Linked DNA regions of Nothobranchius furzeri: region 1 is linked to region 2. Evidence: chromatin contacts called from public Micro-C data. All regions are on one chromosome and are shown on one strand. The core of a region is the stretch at or near the end of the contact, and the rest is flanking DNA. Distances in the headings are between cores, read along the strand shown. Region 1 holds the start of igf1ra (insulin-like growth factor 1a receptor). Region 2 overlaps igf1ra (insulin-like growth factor 1a receptor).

Region 1 (2,908 bases), core at 280-2,779, 89 kb before region 2:
ATGTCAATCATTCTGGTCAACCCTTCACACAAGTCCATCGTTGTACGTGCTTGTTGCTGGATAGTTTTCACTTCCTGCTCATGCGTAAAGGGAATGTTGGCCTTCCCACACACGCCTCTCTCGCCATTTATCTGCTCAACAGGTAAGCTAAAGTTTGGCATTCTATTTGGAGAAATTCATTTCAGATTACTGCTAGAAGAAGTTAGCTGCCAGGCTGGAAGCTACTTGTAAACAGAGGTTGCTCGAGGATAATTGGGTGTTCTCTCTCAAGTGCATTATTTTCAAAACATGGGTGGTTCTTTCCTGAAATTAAGAATAATTACCCACCATACCTTTAAGGATATGTTTTTAATATTTATTTCATTTCTATATACTAATACAACTGATCAAAATCAATGAAATCAATTTCAGCAATGAATTAATTTGAAATCGATAAATTTGCCCTTAAGTTGGGCTTGGCCCCCGGTGTTTTATCAGCCATTAACGCCCCTGCAGATCGTCGGTGCTCCCGGGATTTGAGCGCTCCGGGATGCCGTGTTCCTCCACCGTGCGTAAATCCAGTCCGGTTTTTCCGTGCTGCTCGCGGCCACCTTATCCGTGGAGCTATGTGTTTTTGTGTGAGACGCTGACTCTTGTTTAGAGGAGAGAGAGAGAGAGCGAGAGAGACCCGCAGCCTGCGTTTACCGAGGGCGAGCCGCGTGATTTCATCCTCTGGATTTATACAAGATTGTACTTCATCTTTCTTTTATTTTCTCGTTTACGTGGGGATAAAAGCGAAGAAAGACAAGAAACACTCTTAAGGGCAACTGCGTGGACACACTTCTCCCTCCCACCCCAGCCGAGGTCGTCTAGCTGGAGACCCATTCTCCTGCGTGGCACAAGTCTGGTATTTTCTTTCAGCTGCAAATCCGGCAGGGATACGTCCGAGCGGAGGAGCTGAGAAATTGGTTTAAAACAACTACAACACGGCTTCCTTACACCCCTAAACCCCGTTTTAGCCTAGTGGCACAAAGAAGGACAAAAAGGAAGGTTTTTCATTCATTTCCCAGCCACCCAGCCACCACCCCTGTGGATCTGGACGTGTTTTTTTGCCCCCCTCCTCCTCCTCCTCATCATCCCCATCATCCCCATCCATTCTCACAGGGGGACTCCTGTGAAAGGCTGTGGCTTTAATTCTTCTAAAGGCAGCTGATAAAAGCATCCAGGCAACATATTTGTACCGTTACCGCCTGCCCTGGACGCGCACTGCTGTTTTCAGGAGATGGAGAATGAAGATGGGGATTACCATCATTTATCCAGGAGAAACACTGGCCTGCGTGCCACACCAGCCAAAGTGCACAGTGATTGGCAAAAATAGCAGACATTTTAAGTAATTAAAGAAAACTCCCATTTTTTATCACTTGTGCGCATTTATTTATATTTTAACGCGATACACAGACTGCCAAAGAGAACCCCCTCCCTTTTTTAGGCTACATGCATTTATCATGTTCCTTCTTTTTACAGAAGTGGATGTGTACAACATTTTTCTTTAGTTTTCGTTTGATACCCACATTTTTCTTTTTATTTTCTTTTTTGAGAGGAAAATAATGATCTGGAACGAGAGATCAGGACCATCCATGGGTAGCCTGACCTTGTTTTGGGGTTTGCTGCTGTCTATCTCCACTATCCACATAAGCTCCATATATGGAGAGAGTAAGTATTCATTATGTTTTGTTTTAATGCCAGAATTTATTGCTTTATCAGAATGAGGCCTGGAAAACAGAAGAAGGGGGCGCGCGTTTGGTTACCTGGTTTAACCTCTTCAGAATCCTCCTCCCGGCTGGTGGAGAAAAACAAACCAGTTAAAAGGTTGTATGTCAAATAATTAATAATAGTATTCAACATTAGGGATTAGTTTTGAATCTGATGATCAAACAAAATTAAAAATAGACTTTTTATTAAGTCATTTTATATTCAAAGAGGACCATGTGGTGCGTTAAAATGGACAAAAGCCACTAAATCGTCCACATGTTATTTAGCAGATAAACCCCTTTTTATCCCAGCACACAGGAGGATCTTTTAAATCGTAGCTCTCCCATTTATTTATTTTAAAGTCGCCATGAGGCAGAGGATGAATCCAGAGAGCGGAGCTGAAGGTTACTACGACCATGTGGCCATTTTGCATTTTGTAGTGTGGCCTCGCTGCGCATGAACAGCCAAATTCAGACAATCCTCTGCTCTTTTTAACACATTAAACTCACACACAGTGGATCAGAAACGAGCAGAGATTTAAAATAATCACAAATATCACATAAAACGTGTTAAATCTATCATTTCTATCAGTTTATTATACAAATTCCGGAGTTTTTATCACATCTGTGATTTTAAAATGACAGGTACAAAAATATAGTCTTTAACTTTTGTATGACACAGTACTGAACGTGTATTATCCTGTAGGGCTGTAAACTGCAAATATACGTTTTACCCATTTTGTGAATTTAGTTTATTTTAATTCATTTAAATGCACAGGTACGTTTTTGTTAACTGTTGTTCTGTCAGCTGTTCGAGTCAATAACAGCAGCTCCTTTCTGTTCAGTGATTAACATCAGTTTATCCTCATGGTTGAAGATTAATCAGACTTCCTGTGAAAACTTAATAATTGACACATTGAATGGAAGGAGCACCTGAACTGTTTGGGGACACAATAAAAAATCTCAAAATTAATGTAGTTTTCAGTTTTACTGAATTGAATAGTTTGCATTCTTGTGTTTTCCTGATACTTTTTTCCACTCAGGCATGGGAAGAAGGCATGCAGACTGACCCTTATTAGCATTCAAATAGATGGAAATATTTACTTATTCCTGCTGACCAGCGATCTGACCTCAGATGTGTTATTTAAACCCTTCTGAGATCAGTCAAAGACTACTGA
Region 2 (2,920 bases), core at 387-2,886:
GCCAATAGAGGCAACATCCTAACCCGTGTGTGAAAATGCCCCTCATTTCCTTACTGAAACACCTCTGATTGTTGTAAAACATCCTTCTTCTGAAAAGCTGTATGTATATATATATTCTCTCCTTCTCTGACCTCAATATAAAGGCATCCTGCAGTCCCCCCTCCCACTCTACATGGCTGACCTCACCTTAGACGGAGCGCGAGGAGAACGAAAAATAGGGCCGATTGTTGTGCAGACACAAACCTCGGGTTTCTATGGCAGCCTGACAGTTTTGTCCTGATTACAGGAGTGTGTGGATTGTGTTACAGAGGTGGTGGAGGCGCGGGGGCTTAGCCATTTGAGCGGCTGTGCCAGTGATGGTCGCCTGTGGAGATTCACAGAAAACTGCCTTTTTTAGAGTATTAAAGCCAGACACTTAAAAACGGACAAACTGTGGGAAACACAAAGTCAATGAGGGTTAGATAGCACATCTCCTCCTCGTACTCTCCATCTCACGTGGATGTGAGTCACTGGTTAGGTTTTTCTAGTTTGCAGATCTGGACATACTTGCTTGTGTTAAGATGGATAGAACCAGTTAAATTCATTAAACGTTACAGCATCGATATTCAGAGACGGCTCTGCACTCACACTTGGCCTGAACTCGAGTCTGTTTCTAATTTTATCAAATATTTGCAGCCTCTTTCTTCTGTGAAACATTTGGCACCGCAGCCTATAGCTCATGTTTTAACACAACGTCACCACACATTTGCTCGAAACGCTTACCATCTCACCCGTTAAAGTTTTAAATCTGCACCACCGGCGCTGCGTTTTTGAGTCGCAGCTGAAATTTAAAACCAGCAAAAATAAATCAATAAATAAACAGCTAAACGAAGAGATAAACAGGAGAAATAAACAGAAACTGGACGAAGTATCGGCTCAGTCGATCCGTAGCGACGGAGTTTATTGTAATAAATTCCACTAAAACAATAATAAAAACGACAGTATAAGAATCAGCCTTTTTATATCATATAAACTAAAATGTACATGTTGTTCTCTGTTAAGTAAATGTGGACTAGATGCACATTTTTAATTATCTACTTTTCTGATTCTTTTAGAGAAATTTCTTAGTTTTCTGATATTTTTATAACGTTTATGACAACATTTTCTTTATTTCTTCCTAAATAACCTAAATAACCAACTGTGGTGTGCAGCTTTAAAAAATAACATTTGCATGAATGAACCACTGATATTTAAGCAATGGGAGCTGGTTTCAGACAACAGAAATTGGATTTGGATGTGGCTTCATGCACTAAAAACTATTTTAGCTGCAAACTGAGTTATTTAAAAAGGCTATTTATAAGATAAGAAGGCAAATATGATTTTTACCAAAAAAAAAAAAGAAGTGATTTAAATTAATAGCCACGTGTTTCATGACATAAATCTGGATTTCCTGCCTTGTTTGCTAAATCTTCATCAACAGGTTACTGTGGTGTGTCAGCACAGCTCAACAAATGTAAGTCAACTCTGAGACACTTCCTCCAACTCTGAAGTGGCAAAAACAAAAGAAAACAAAAAAATCTCTGTACTACATTATATTCTGTAGCAAGGCCCGTGATTACGCAAGTTCTACACTGAATTCCTCAGAGTGGAGAAAACTGGCATCTAGCTGCAGAAGTGTTTCAGGGTAGGAAGGAGAAAGCAGGGAGGAGAGAGGTGAGAGAGGGTGGGGGCAAAAAACCAGACGGAGGGGAAAGCTGTAACCCAGCGAGCTAGCCGAGGTGTTTATGTCAGCGAGCCTTAGAGAGTATTCTTAGCTTGTTTGTGTATAATTGAAGTTGCGGGATGTGGCGCCGTACCACAGAAAAATGTAATAATTCTCCCTTTTTATGGCGTTGTTTTGACATTCCCAAAGCTCGGCTGCTGGCCTGGCACAGTAACCTGAGTGTGATTTACTGCTCTGCTGAGTACACGCTGTGGTACTGATCTAACCGTTTGTATCGCAACGGGGTACAAAACCATCAGAATTCCACATCAACTGATCAGATCAGATGCCATCAAAGTCTAAATTAACAACATCCCAAAATCATTATTGTCTTTGTTTTTTATTTTTTTATTTTTTGTCAAATTGTTACTGGATTTAACTTCACATCAGAACAAAAAACAGAAATTATGAATTGCACTCAAATAATAAAGGTCAACTTCATTGGCAAAACTTTTTGTTTGTTTCTGATTATAATCAGTCACTCGGTTTTTTTATGCAGGCTGAACATGAAAACAGTCTCCTACACCTATCTCCTGCATTAGCTTCTGATAGAAAATAAATGGTAAGACTCTAGGATTTGAAAATCCTGACAGATCTACATCACACGGTCACTCGTGGACTCACCCATCTTGACTCGCGACGGGGAAGGCTGTTGTTGGTTTAGCACTCAGGAAACATCAGAGAACATCTCGGCAGGTAGAGCCTAACAGTAGAGTCGCTTTGCTTTTATCTAATCAGAGGGGAGATGTCAAAATATCATGAAATGTGACTCCATAACCTAAATGGCCCGCCCTAAAACAAGCGCACCAGAGCTTTTTTTCCCCCAGAGAACAAGTTACTTGCCTTCATACCTGCTGGAGACAACTGCAAATATATAAAAAATGTGAGTTAAACAAGCGATGAGGATATTTTAGACAATTGTTGAAAATTAAAACAGGAAAACAAATTGAAATGTAATTTTTTACATTTTTAAAATCTCTTTAGACTGTTTTTAAGACCCATATGCAAAAGAAAACTATGTTTCGGTGTCAACAGGTACAAAAACCAACACGAACTGCAGCTTCTTCTGCCACCTGCTGGTAAAAACAGGAAATGCTCCTCTTGCTTATCATGGATGTGATGGATTAACCTCTCTGCAGGATGATTATGTCAAGAAAGAGTGGAGAAAATTAGAATTTT

The links. A called contact is a pair of places that touch in the nucleus more often than the background predicts.
Region 1: a Micro-C map of tail fin shows a contact between it and region 2, with 5 times the contacts expected there. The contact joins the promoter of igf1ra here to the enhancer-like site in region 2. A contact is called at or near these places in 2 of 2 Hi-C or Micro-C datasets (skeletal muscle and tail fin).

Annotation. Positions count from the first base shown.
Region 1 is chr4:70,333,619-70,336,526 of NfurGRZ-RIMD1, reverse strand. igf1ra (insulin-like growth factor 1a receptor) reads left to right here and starts at 1,529. Exons shown (of 21, transcript NM_001323792.1): 1 at 1,529-1,692. The coding sequence starts at 1,587. LOC107388827 (high-affinity choline transporter 1) reads left to right here. Exons shown (of 9, transcript XM_054733107.2): 9 at 1-149.
Region 2 is chr4:70,244,352-70,247,271 of NfurGRZ-RIMD1, reverse strand. All of the region lies in intron 20 of igf1ra (insulin-like growth factor 1a receptor), which reads left to right. Among protein-coding and RNA genes, the nearest start is that of pgpep1l, 36 kb to the right of the region's middle. Within about 2 kb of position 1,636, at least 1 of the 3 cell types and tissues checked has an H3K27ac peak or open chromatin away from gene starts, as enhancers often do. A contact at or near this core is called in tail fin, where this site is marked.